3 separate regions of the Zea mays genome follow, and all the other regions are linked to region 1. The links are chromatin contacts, called in public Hi-C maps. All regions are on one chromosome and are shown on one strand. The core of a region is the stretch at or near the end of the contact, and the rest is flanking DNA. Distances in the headings are between cores, read along the strand shown.

Region 1 (4,122 bases), core at 940-3,439:
CGCGTGGCGTCGTTGACGAACGAGAGGCAGGAAAAGAAATGCAAGGGCCGGCACCGCACGGCAGCAGGGCCCCGCGTGCGCGGGAGTGCGGGCGGCATCGGGGTATCGGCATCGGCACACCCCGGAGGACCGAACCGAACCAAAGCGGATAACAACGGCGTCGCGGTCGCTCCCGCCTTGTCGGGCTGTGGTGGCGGGCCCCGCGCTACGCGACACGGACACACGGGACGCCCCGCCCGTCCGGCACGGCTTCTCTTTCTCCCACTCCGCTCGAGGTCATAGGCTCGCAGCGCTCGCTTCCCGTATCTAGCCGGGGGGAGGGGGAGTCTGTCCGCGTCGCCACGTGGCCGCCGCTCTCCCACGCATGTCGGCGTGTGCTAGCTGTCCCGTCCTCGTCGGTCGCCGCGCACCGTCTCGGCTCGCGGCCGGCCCATCCCGGTGCCCGTCCGTCCGTTCGCTGCCCTCCTTGCAGCGCGACACGCGGCGCTGCTGACATTGGCGAGGGTGGGCTGTTCGGCCACCGTCCGGCGTCGCACACGGCTCTCGCGTTCGTAGACGGTCGCGTGTCGCGCCGCAGCTGACACGGGCGAGGTGCTGGCTAGTAGCTAGCTGCTCGGCCCCCGTCGGCAGCGCACGCCTCTCGGCTCGGTCGCGTCTCTTGCGTGGTGGACGGTCGCATCGGCTGGCCACCCCGGGGTTACATGATCCCGTTGCGTAACTGCGACGGCTCTCTTGATTAGCCAAGCACAGCACTCGTTACCGCCGCCGCCGCCGCGGCGGGGCCAGCCAGATGCGGTGCACCGTGCACGTAACGTAAAGCTGGCATCGACGCCTACTTGCGTTGCCATCGTTTGTCGCTGTACCTGTACATGTCCACCCCTCGTAGCTTTTGCGGCGTTCAGACAGAACTGAGCGTGCCATATCAAGATTCCATGTTGCATCACGGCGTTCCCAGTGCGCACCGACCATCAATTATATCGAGCGCACTAATGACCGCACCTGTCACACCAAAACCTAACGAGCGACTAGTTTACTCTGCTAAAAACTCCCTGGCGATAAGCTCATAGTCACCGTCACACACTCACAGCGCGCAAGCGCCGGCCGTCCCTGTCGCCACACACCAGGCAGCCCACAGCCGTGCGCACCGACTCGCGCCCGCGAAAAATCCCGCCACGCACACGCCCTAATCGCCATCCCACCCACCCAGTCACGCCCCCACGCCTAATCCCCACCTGGCCGTTCGCCTAATCCCAACTATTTATATACCCCCACCGCTCATAGGCGCAAGAGAAAGAGGGAAAGAGAAGAGATACACGCAGACCAGTAGCAAGCCAAGCAGCGCCCACGAGGTAGGGATGGCAATTTCACCCGCGGGTTCGGGCCCCGTCGGGTTTTGCACCCGTCAGGTTCGGGTTCGGGTGTAAAAATCCACCCACGGGTTAGACCCAAACCCGACCCGAAGCATTACGGGTGCGGGTGCGGGTTTTGATTTTCGCCCGCGGGTCACCCGGAACCCGGAGCTACGCCCGAAGCGCAGAGTTGCAGCCGGCCACCCGCCCAAGTCCCGTGCGCATCCAGTTTGTATTCCAGTGGGCCCTGAGAAAAACCCAAATCCCTCAACCCCAAGTCCCCAACCGGCCGCCATAGCAGATTAGCAGGCTAGCACCACTGCACCAGGCGTCCAGGGCTCCAGGCGGCCGCGGCCACGATAGATCCGCCCGCCGCTGCCCGCCCCACCCCGGCCACCCCCTCCGCCGTCACCACCACCGGAGGACGCATCCCCAGGGCCGCCGCATCCTGCTCCTGCCGGATCCCCAGGACCACCGGAGGAGGACGCATCCCTAGGAGCCACCGAGCGTCCGAGGCCAAGCCAGGAGTCCAAGTCTCCACTATCTAGGACCGGCACTCCCCACTCCGGCACTCCCCAGGACCACCGGAGTCCGACTGCAGCGGCCAGCGGCGCAGCCTGCTCCCACCACGTACGAGGTTCCTATCCTTGTAGGTGAGGTGAGCCGTGAGCATGTCCCTTGGCCCTTGCACAGCTTGACTTGAGCAGCTCTAATTTGTAAATTGCAGAGTCTGATGTCTGACCAAGGTGCTTCGAGGCCGAGCAGGAGCAGTCGTCAAGTTCCCACAAAGAGCAGTGCTGTGGTTGCAGGAGGTTCCTCAAGTGCAGCTACACCGACGAGTGCTGCTGCAAATGAAATGCCATCTTCAAGTGTTCAAGCTCCACCATCAGAAGGTACAGAACATGTGGTCGTAAATGATGATGATGATAATGTACAAGTTGGATGCAAAAGGAAGCTGAAATCTGATGTGTGGCTTGAATTTGAACAAGTAACAGTTGGGGGTAAAATGAAAGCTGAATGCACTTGGTGTAAAAAGCTACTAGTTGGAGATAGTAGAGCCGGTACTAATCACTTGCGTGGTCATCTCATCGTGAAAGATGGCATGACTGTTATGGAAAAGGGTGTTGAAAGAATACGTGATAGTGTTGGGTTTTGGTGTGCCACGCCAAAAAGGCATGAACGTTTTGAACGGACAGCAAATCAAATGAATATTAAATATGGTAGAAGGATAACTCTAGATTGTAAGACAAGATGGAATTCAACCTACGTTATGCTTAGCATTGCATTAGAATACCAATCAGTTTTTGATCGACTTGCAAGTAAAGAGAAGCTTTGTGCTCATTTTAAGCCAACAACAGATGATTGGGAGTTTGCTAGGGAGCTTTGTGGTAGGCTGAAAATATTTTTTGATGCAACTGAGCTATTGTCAGGCACTAGTTATGTAACAGCTAATCTTTTTTTCCCCAAAATTTGTGGAATTTATTTGGCCATTGATAAATGGAGAACTAGTGCCATTCCAAAGGTAGAAGAGATGTCTGTCTTGATGAAAGATAAGTTTAAGAAGTATTGGACAGATGTACATGGGCTTATGGAAGTAGCCACTGTTTTAGATCCTAGGTACAAATTGAAGTTCATGAAAGCTTTTTATAGCACCATTTATGGGGAAGAAAGTCCAACTACAGACGATGAAGTGTGTAGAGTCAAAAATTTGTTGTATGAGTTGGTGTTAGAATATCAAGAATCTATGGAGGGCATGGCAACAACAGATGCTGTAGGTGCATCTAGTAGGGGCTGTAGGGCCCCCAACGAAGGAGATGACTTGATGTTTGGAATCTTTGATAAATTCTTGTCGGAAGAACCTGATTGTTCATCTTTTGTGCGCACTGAGTTGGATTTATATTTGGAGGAGCCAACACTGCCAAGAACTCAAGAGCTAGACATAATTAATTGGTGGCAATATGCAGGGATCAAGTACCCCACTTTGAGAAAGATTGCTCGAGATATCATGGCAATTCCAGTCACAACTGTTGCATCTGAGTCTGTATTCAGCACTGGGGGAAGAGTAATAAGCCCACATCGAAGTAGACTAGCACCAAAAACAGTTGAAGGATTGATGTGTATGCAAGCTTGGTCTCGTGCTAACATGTTAGGCGATCAATCCTGTTTTGTGAATGCTCTAATGACATGTTTGGAGGATGAAGAAGAAGAAATGGTAACATTGAGTTTCTTAACATTTATTTTCTTACTTTTGATTTAATGAATACTATCATTTAATTGTCTATTTTTCTTGTTAGGATGAAGCAGATTCTACCATAGTTGATTGAAGTTGAAGCTTGACCAAGTGATTTGTTTGGAGGATGAAGAAATGGTAACATTGAGTTCCTTAATATCTAATTTCTTAGTTTTGGTTTACTGAATACTAACATTTGATTGACTACTTTTTGCTAGGATGAAGCAGATTCTTGTATTCTACAATGGTTGAGTGTTGCTGTTGGTGCAATATTGAATTGGTCTCTATGTGTTATGTTATTCCTACCGCTATTGGCTTGGTGTATAATGCATTAATGCTGTGGACCTGTGAACTATTTGTGTTTGACACATAGGCATGAACTTATTCTCATATGTATCATGTATTCATGTTACTGCTGTTATTATTGTGAGACTGATGTAATCATGTAATGATGCTGGTACCATTTCAGTTTGAGACATGAATTTATTGTTGCAATGTTGCTGTTTTGTCTAAGATTATTACCTGTGAACTGTTTTTTGCTGC
Region 2 (4,122 bases), core at 803-3,302, 750 kb before region 1:
AATGAGGCCAACATGTATGGGAATTGGGAAAGGCGGTGTTGGATTCGTCTGCCACGGGCCACGACGCCGCCTGAGGAGCGTGTTTGCACATGCAAGAGCTGGGCAGTACGACGTTTCTACAACGGATGTACGGACATTGGCTCTGGTTGTTCACCTTTTCTTATGTGAATGAAGCCACATATTTGGCGGGGATCTTCGTTGTGGGGCGGTGACGTGGGAGAAAAGAGGCGGGACTTACGCGTGGAGGACGGAATTGGACCAAACCAATCAGCACTTACCACAGTGTAGATGGTCACATAGGCCGGTAAGGGCCCGACCGAGAGCTATATTTTACTTGTAAAATATATGTTATATATATTTACATAGAATATTTAAAACATTTTTTTTGACGGAGAGCTATATTTTACTTGTAAAATATATGCTATATATATTTATATATATTCTTTAATACATTTTAAAAAAATATATATAGGTTAGACATGTGCCGATCTAATGTGTCAAATATGTTGTTCAGACACGGCACAATCACCAGATCGGACGGACTGGCCACGGACCTAGTGAGCAACGGATTAGTCTTCGTTCGTGCAGGACTATCGGGTGTCGTCCTTTCTAGGCAGCTACATATGACACCAAATAGATTGGGTGCAAAGAGAGGTTAAATAGACTCAGCACCACCAAAAGTCAATGTGCGATTGTGTTTTGTCCACATCTTGCTTGAATGCTTGGGTTTGTGTTAGTTTTCCCCTCTTGTACAGGCTGCAGAGGATTTCGACGGTGTGATGAACGAATAATACGCAACACAGAAAAGAAAGAAACGTTTGTGTTAGTTTTCCTCTCAACTAACCAACCAAACAAACGTTTTATTGTAAACTTTCTCTAATATATATAGCGTTTTTTTGTCGGTGCTGTTCTCCTTTCTGCAAAGATCCAGTACGTTTTAAATGGTGTGGACTGTGGAGGCGGGCAGTCGCAATCACATAAGGGAGGATTTAATATTAAAGACGCTCGACAAAGCTCGAAAAGAAAAGAAAGAAAGAAAGAAAACGGCATCCATCGACAAAGTCACAAGCTGACACGACCGACACACGCCGATGGGCTAGCTTTACCAGAAGGAATCCCATCCGTCCAGTCCGGATCCATGCCTGATTGACTGGGCCAGGCCAATCATCCGTGTAGAAATGTTCGTTCGTTACTTGACAGAAACGCCAAGACCGTAAAGACGGCTACTTAGCCCTCATACATATAAGGGCAACTAAATGAAGGATGTATTAAGAGATCTGTAAGGTCTTGTTAATGACAGTTCTCTCTGGACTTTTGATGCGCGTCTTCCAGAGAGCTCGGGATGTTTTTTTATAATCTTCATAAAAGTAAAGTTTAAAATTGAAGATGAGACGTTAATGAACTAGCTACTACGTGTAAACGAATGGCAATCGACACTTTGGTGCTTTGGGTGATGTACCAGGCCTCCTACAGAGTTGCAAAGCTCAGGACAACCGTGCTCGGCATTAGTAGTTAGTACCCTGCCGGACGAGCGTACGACACAAACCGTTTGACAGCAAGTGAGCGAAAGAAGTCATCCAATCCAACGTGCCAGCAGCACTCATTCGACAAACATGCCCGGGATTCAACAAATTTTCGTACAAAAATCTTTTCAAAAATGCGATCTCAAACTCCAAGACGAGAGACATGGGTCCCCTGTGCCTGTGGCCTGCGCCACACACACATTCCTCTCCACCGTCCCCACTCGCTGCCGACACTCCAGTGTCCAGTCGCCCACGTACCCGGCACCCCGCTGCCGTGCCCGTGCTCCATCCCGCTCCGTGTCCCACCACCACGCGGCCTTCGCTCCCTACTGGCCACGGTGTCTCCCGCCGCAGCGGATCCCAAGGGAAGTTCCCTGGCCTTTCCGTGCGTCACTGCTCGCTCTCCGCCTCCACCTCTTTTAGTGCGGCCGCCTGCCAGTGCGGTGTCCACTGTCCAGCCAGCCATCCAGGCCCAGGAGCGCGAGTTCTGTGCCTGTGCCTCTGCTCCACCTCCCCTGCCCCTGCGCCCCAAGTCCACGTCCACCACTTAGCACTCACGCTGCTCGCTCGCTCGCTCGTACACGCGCCCGCTTCGCGCAGGTGCGTGTAGAACGACGGAGGCATTCCATTTCCGACTGAGCCGTGTGTGTTTGGATCGGATCGGACAACCCCTGCCAAAACCGCGTGTGCCGGCGCTGTTCTGCCTCTGATCGTGTGTGCTGCTGTTGGTTTTGGTTTTGGTTTGGCTAGGGAAGGAACCGTGGGAGGGAAGCGGACGGACATGATGCACGCCAAGTCGGAGTCGGACGTGACGAGCCTGGCGGCGTCGTCGCCGCCTCGGTCGCCGAAGCGGGGCGGCGGCGCCGCCGGCAACGGCGGCTACTACGTGCAGAGCCCGTCGCGGGAGTCGCACGACGGCGGCTACAAGTCCTCGTCGATGCAGCCCACGCCGGTCTACAACAGCCCCAACGAGTCGCCGTCGCACCCCTCCTACGGCCGCCACTCCCGCTCCTCCTCCGTCAGCCGCTTCTCCGGCAACCTCCGCAAGGGCGCCGCCGGGGACCGCAAGGTGCTCAACGACAAGGGGTGGCCCGAGTGCAACGTCATCGAGGAGGAGGGCCCGTACGAGGACCTCGCCGGCGATAGCGGCCTCTCCCGCCGCTGCCAGATCATACTCGGCTTCCTCACCTTCGTCCTCCTCTTCACCGTCTTCTGCCTCATCATCTGGGGCGCCGCCCGGCCGTACGAGCCCGAGGTCATCGTCAAGGTATACACAATTAGTTCCACGTCCACCCCTAAATTGGAGTCTGAGCAACCTCAGTTCACTTCTTCTTCTTCTTCAGTTTATGGGATAATAGTCGTTCCTCTTCCTCTCTGTTTGGTTGTTTCCTATCTAATCCCTAAACCGAGTAATTGACCGCTAGTTACTAAATTTGACTCATGTCTGATGTCCCACGGTTCCAGCGGTAGGCGAGATGGGTTACATCACCATCCAATTGATTGGTGGCTCAGTTGGACAGTGATATGTTGGACACTAATGAGGAACAAGACAGCAATGCAGATTGGGATTTTACAATTGCAAGCTGGGTGTGGGTGTGATTTTGGTTTTGTTGCTCAGATATTGCGGTTGCGAGTAAGTGGTGAACCCGGGGGGGCTAATTTTGCGGTAGCTTGTTAAGCTCTAGTTGGAGTATAGATTGGTTCATGACTTCGAATTGTATAAGTTCAGTTGATGCTCTTTTTACTGTATAATAACAGACTGGTTTCTTTGTGCCAACATTTTCCAGTTCCTCTGAAAATGAAACCAATGTCTGTTTTATATCTGCAGAATCATAAACTAATTAATAATGAGATCTGATGGAATCATAAACGAATATCTGTTTTATATCTCCAGTTCCCCAGGTCTTAAACAATGGACCTCACTGAAGACTGAATAAAAGTCAAATATACCAAGTCTCATTGCAGATTAATAATGAGATCTCTGATGGGATGTTGCTGGCTGGCAGTGGCACTGCATTTAGCATGCTGACTTTTGGGGCTGCATTTTGCAAGAAAACAAAATCGCTTCGATGATCAACACGCGTTTATGATTCGCACTATTTGGCATGGCAAAACTTCGTTTCCGTAGATCTGAGCGTGGTGTTTGCCACAGCCACAGATTTCTGGCCTGAACCACGAACTTCTCTCGCTTGTGTTTTGTGCAGAGCTTGGTGATGGACGACTTCTACGCGGGTGAAGGCACGGACCACAGCGGCGTTCCAACAAAATTGGTCACAACAAACTGCTCTCTGCACATAGCTGTCTACAACCCTGCCACAATGTTTGGAATTCATGTCACTTCTGGCCCCATCCACCTGATGTATTCAGAGATCCCAATAGCAGTCGGTCAGGTATATCCATCCTCCGTCCTTGGCCTATTTAATAGCCGCTTTTAAGTGCTGTCCTCGCATTGACTGATGATACTGCTCTGCCTCGTGTCGAGAGAGTAAACTGCGCGAGGAGCCGAATCTCTTCCTTTTTACCTCTCTATTAACTTCGCCATTCATTTAAGAGAAACTCCACTAGCGAAACATTTCTCATGTGCTTCACCTTTCTATCC
Region 3 (4,122 bases), core at 1,125-3,624, 730 kb before region 1:
TTACTTACAAGAAATGTGTATAAGATAATGAATACCTGGTGAGCCCTGCAGATCAAATCTAGATCATGTTTCTGAAGAAACTCAGCAACTATGTCAGCTCCAAAGGTGTAGGAAACACCCCTGTCATTCTCACCCCACCCAACAATCTCTTTATCAGGGTCCGACCATAACAGATCACATAGAAGACCAACGTCAGGAACATCCACAGGACGAGAAATGTTACGTATTTGATCCATGTTCTTTAGCTCAGGAGACAACCCCCCATGCATGCAAAAGATCTTATCGTCAATAAGTGCAGCCACTGGGAGGCAGTTAAAACACTCAGTGAATATCTTCCAGATACGCACATTGAATCTCCTCTTACACTCATCAAAAAACCCATATATCCGGTTGATCGAGGCACATTCATGGTTTCCCCTGAGAAGAAAGAAGTTTTCTGGGTACTTTATCTTGTACGCCAAGAGAAGGCATATTGTTTCTATGCTCTGTTTCCCCCGATCAACATAGTCACCCAGGAACAGATAATTTGCATCTGGTGGATAGCCACCATACTCAAATAATCGAAGGAGGTCTGAATACTGGCCATGGACATCCCCTGCATAGCAAAGAAGTTAAATGGTTATCGTTATCCACAATATGCATCAATGTACATCGCAAATTGTTAGTTGACAAGTTTACAGAGCATGCACTAACATCAAGGGTTACTGCAATGCGGCTAACTATATGGCAATGCAATATCTGCTAGTCGACTTAGCACACTAAATAATCTTTGTACTTCTATAACTGCTACCAGTGTAAAGGTAGCTATTATTTACTCCATCCGTCCTGAAATATATTGTATTTTCATTTATCTTAAGTCAACCCGTCTCAAGTCTGACCAAATTTATAAAAAGGAACAGTAATATTTCTGACATCATATAAGCCATATGAGAAAAATTATGGAATGCATTTTTATAACTTATACTTCAAGATGGAGAGAGTATATGACAGTACCAATACCACCATAAACTAGATGAAAGAAAATTCAAATAGCAAAATGAAATTAGAAAGAATGTCCTTTGGACAGCAAGCCTCAGCTGCCCCAACAAAGAAACCAAATATAATATTTGCAGTATGGTGTTAACAGAACTTAGCACAAGTTTCACAAGACAAAATAGTTCCACATGGTTGGCAAATATTAAACATGCAACATGATTACTGACTAGGGGTGATGACCCTCCCATTGAGTTTCGACACATTTATGTCTAGTACAGAGGGTAAATAGCATAGCACTCACACAATTTCATCTTGAACCAAACATTATGAATACTTGTTGACTTGGCAAGGTAAGCCATTTTTAGCAATTGTGTTATGAAAGGATGCTACGCTGCAGAAAGTATAGATCTACACAATATGTCATGGTTATCTGTGTCAAGGGATAGTTCCTCTATGTGACCAATAAAAATAGACAAACTATGTGAACACAACAAATTAAGTTATTCACACTACCACAAATTTTTTTCCTTCGAATCAGTCTCCCTGATATGTATTTTCTTCGCCACTTTACTTTTATTGGGCAACCACAAAATGCTCATGAGATAACCACCAACATACTAGCCTGCAAGTTAGTGATTAAAGTTTCAAAGAATACTTTTTCCTGCCACTCAAGCTCACTTTTCTCTCTAATCTGCAACCTTGAGCAGTTTAGCATGATATAATGTCATATGAAAATATGACAATATATAACATATGTCCAACTTGCTTTTGTTATAATGAACTTTGTAGACAGAGACCAGAATGCCACAGCGAGGAGCAGGCTCTTCTGGATGTAAATGCTATAAATAAATAAATTGTATGGCAGACTCCAAATTTCAAATTCCAAAATGACTAGAGATGTGTTCTTGCAGTTCTCCCAATGATTTTTAACAGACTACACTAAGGATAGAGAGAAAATATGGTAAATATCAGCCTAACAGGCTAGCAGACCTAACAGGCTAGCACGCTTAGTCGCATACCAGGGTTGTCGGGAGGGAGCTCTTACCGCATATCTTAATGGGGGCCTCGAGCTCCAGGAGGTTGGGCTGGGAGAGGAAAACGTCCTTGGCGGTGGCGCAGAGGCGCCGGATCTCGGCGTCAGTCACCTGCGCGTTGCGCGGGGTGCGCCCGCCGCGGGCCTCGAGGAGCCGCCGGATCAAGTCGTCAATCGCCGCCTCGTCCATCGCCTCGCCGGGAAAGGAACGGGATCGGAGGGTTAAACCCTAGCTCAAGTGCCGCCGCGTCGCGCCGTCCCTCGCGGGTAAGCCCTCGCCCAGACGCGGAAGCCGCTAAACCCTAGCGGCTCCCTCTTTGTCGGGAGGACGACACGGGAACGGGGAGAGCGTAGAAGGGATGGCTGGAAGCCTGGAAGTCTTGTCACAGCCGGTTCTAGGGGTATAACGAGGGCATACATATGTGTCATGATCCATTTTACACATATATTGACGTCACAAGTGTAATATATCAAAAGACAATGTAATAAAGGTGTAAAGAGATTAGAATACTTTATTACATTATCTGAAACATTGTATCTTTAACAAGTATCACATCAAAGTAAAGCGAAATTTAAATAACAGGGACAATCTCCCACAGGAAGATGACCGGCGTATCGTTAGACTTAGAATTCATTGTCGTCAAAATCTCCATCAAAGTCTCCAGCATCACCCTTTGATCAAAATATTAGCAAGGGTGAGCTCAATTATGGTCAGAGCTCAGCAAGTGGGGAAAAAATTAATGCAGGTATAACAAGATGAGGCCAAGGTTGAGCAGTAAGCATTTTAGCTGGTCAATATTTTATTAACAACATTTGTCTTACTAATAAGTGTGAATCACAAGTATCTCATTTAATCAAAGGAATATGAATATAACAAAAACACTTAAGTGAAATCACTTAAGCAAATCATTGGCAGATCATCGGATTTCAATTTAATTCCATCTTCAAGTTCAATTATCATGTGAGGAGTCCAGGTCGCTCATAACCGGGAGCACGGCTGATATATCAGTTTTACACTCTGCAGAGGTGGTACAACTTTACCCACAAGCCATGCATCCCATCTAGCCCGGGTTGATCGGACCCTTAAACACTGCCGAGGTGAATGGCTAGGGATCCATTATGAGGCTTTCACAAAATACACTTAATACGAAGCAACCCACTAAGGTTTCTAAAGACGATGGTGGTGGCCCCCTGAGTGAGGTACCTTAGCCAAGAATACATCCTCATGTTAACGTGGGCTGCCAACACCTACCGCACCCCCTCTTGCCCATATTTCAGGTAAGGTTGCTAGGTACTAAGCATATAAAGCTAATTACCAAAGCCAGAGCCATGATAGCACTCGTGGTTGCACTGTTATCCTGGGTGGCCGCTCCATGTTCCAATTAATTTGAAATAATGTTGCGTTAACCATCGGGTTAATGTCATAATTGCCAATTTCAATTTTGGAACATTATACCAATTAATGAGTGACATTAAAATCATTAAGTTGAGCGGTAGCACAAATTTGCAAAGCTTAATAATTTCTCAGGGTAAACAAGGAATACAGTTGGTAAATCTAGGAAATCCTTAATTAGGTAAAACCCATCAAATTATGCAGTATATCAAAAAGTAAACTTTATTATATGCAATGAGTGGGTACAACAAGAATATGCAGAGGGAGAATCCACTTGCCTTGCTCAAAAGCGTCTTGCGGGTCGTCCTCGAACGTATTCGAATCCTCTACCACAAAATCAGCTTCTAATAACGTCGTATGTTGCCATACAAAGAGAAAACATACACCAATAAATAAACATGCACCATTACATAAACATACACCATTACATACACATTAACACATCGCACTTATCACACCTTAAATACATCCTAAACGCGTAAATACTTATTAATTCAATTATAGCTATTATTGTGAGTCATAAATGGTGAATTTATGAGTGGGTGCTATAAATACAGTTTTAACTAGTATTTATATGTATTAACATCCTTAATGAAAATAAATAGTACTTATTGTCTTTAATACTAATATTTAGACTAATAGATTTTATCTTTTTATTTGTAGCTAGAATTATTGAGTATAGCCAAAAATAAATTTAATATTCTAAAAAATCCCTATAAAT

Evidence for each region. Hi-C and Micro-C count contacts between places; a contact is called where the count stands out from the background.
Region 2: a contact with region 1 is called in a Hi-C map of bundle sheath, with 2.9 times the contacts expected there. The contact joins the promoter of LOC100282984 here to the promoter of LOC103629531 in region 1. A contact is called at or near these places in 3 of 25 Hi-C or Micro-C datasets (bundle sheath, endosperm and leaf mesophyll).
Region 3: a contact with region 1 is called in a Hi-C map of leaf, with 5 times the contacts expected there. The contact joins the promoter of LOC100191199 here to the promoter of LOC103629531 in region 1. A contact is called at or near these places in 2 of 25 Hi-C or Micro-C datasets (endosperm and leaf).

Annotation. Positions count from the first base shown.
Region 1 is chr6:89,113,532-89,117,653 of Zm-B73-REFERENCE-NAM-5.0, forward strand. It overlaps LOC103629531 (ethylene-responsive transcription factor RAP2-9), which reads left to right and starts at 2,190. Exons shown (of 3, transcript XM_008650628.4): 1 at 2,190-3,561; 2 at 3,644-3,717; 3 at 3,798-4,122. LOC118472198 (a long non-coding RNA gene) reads right to left here. Exons shown (of 2, transcript XR_004850207.1): 1 at 4,102-4,122; 2 at 1-2,194.
Region 2 is chr6:88,362,649-88,366,770 of Zm-B73-REFERENCE-NAM-5.0, forward strand. LOC100282984 reads left to right here and starts at 2,053. Exons shown (of 4, transcript NM_001155888.1): 1 at 2,053-2,123; 2 at 2,274-2,790; 3 at 3,728-3,913. The coding sequence starts at 2,305.
Region 3 is chr6:88,379,734-88,383,855 of Zm-B73-REFERENCE-NAM-5.0, forward strand. LOC100191199 (putative serine/threonine protein phosphatase superfamily protein) reads right to left here and starts at 2,375. Exons shown (of 3, transcript NM_001136634.1): 1 at 2,021-2,375; 2 at 36-595. The coding sequence starts at 2,198.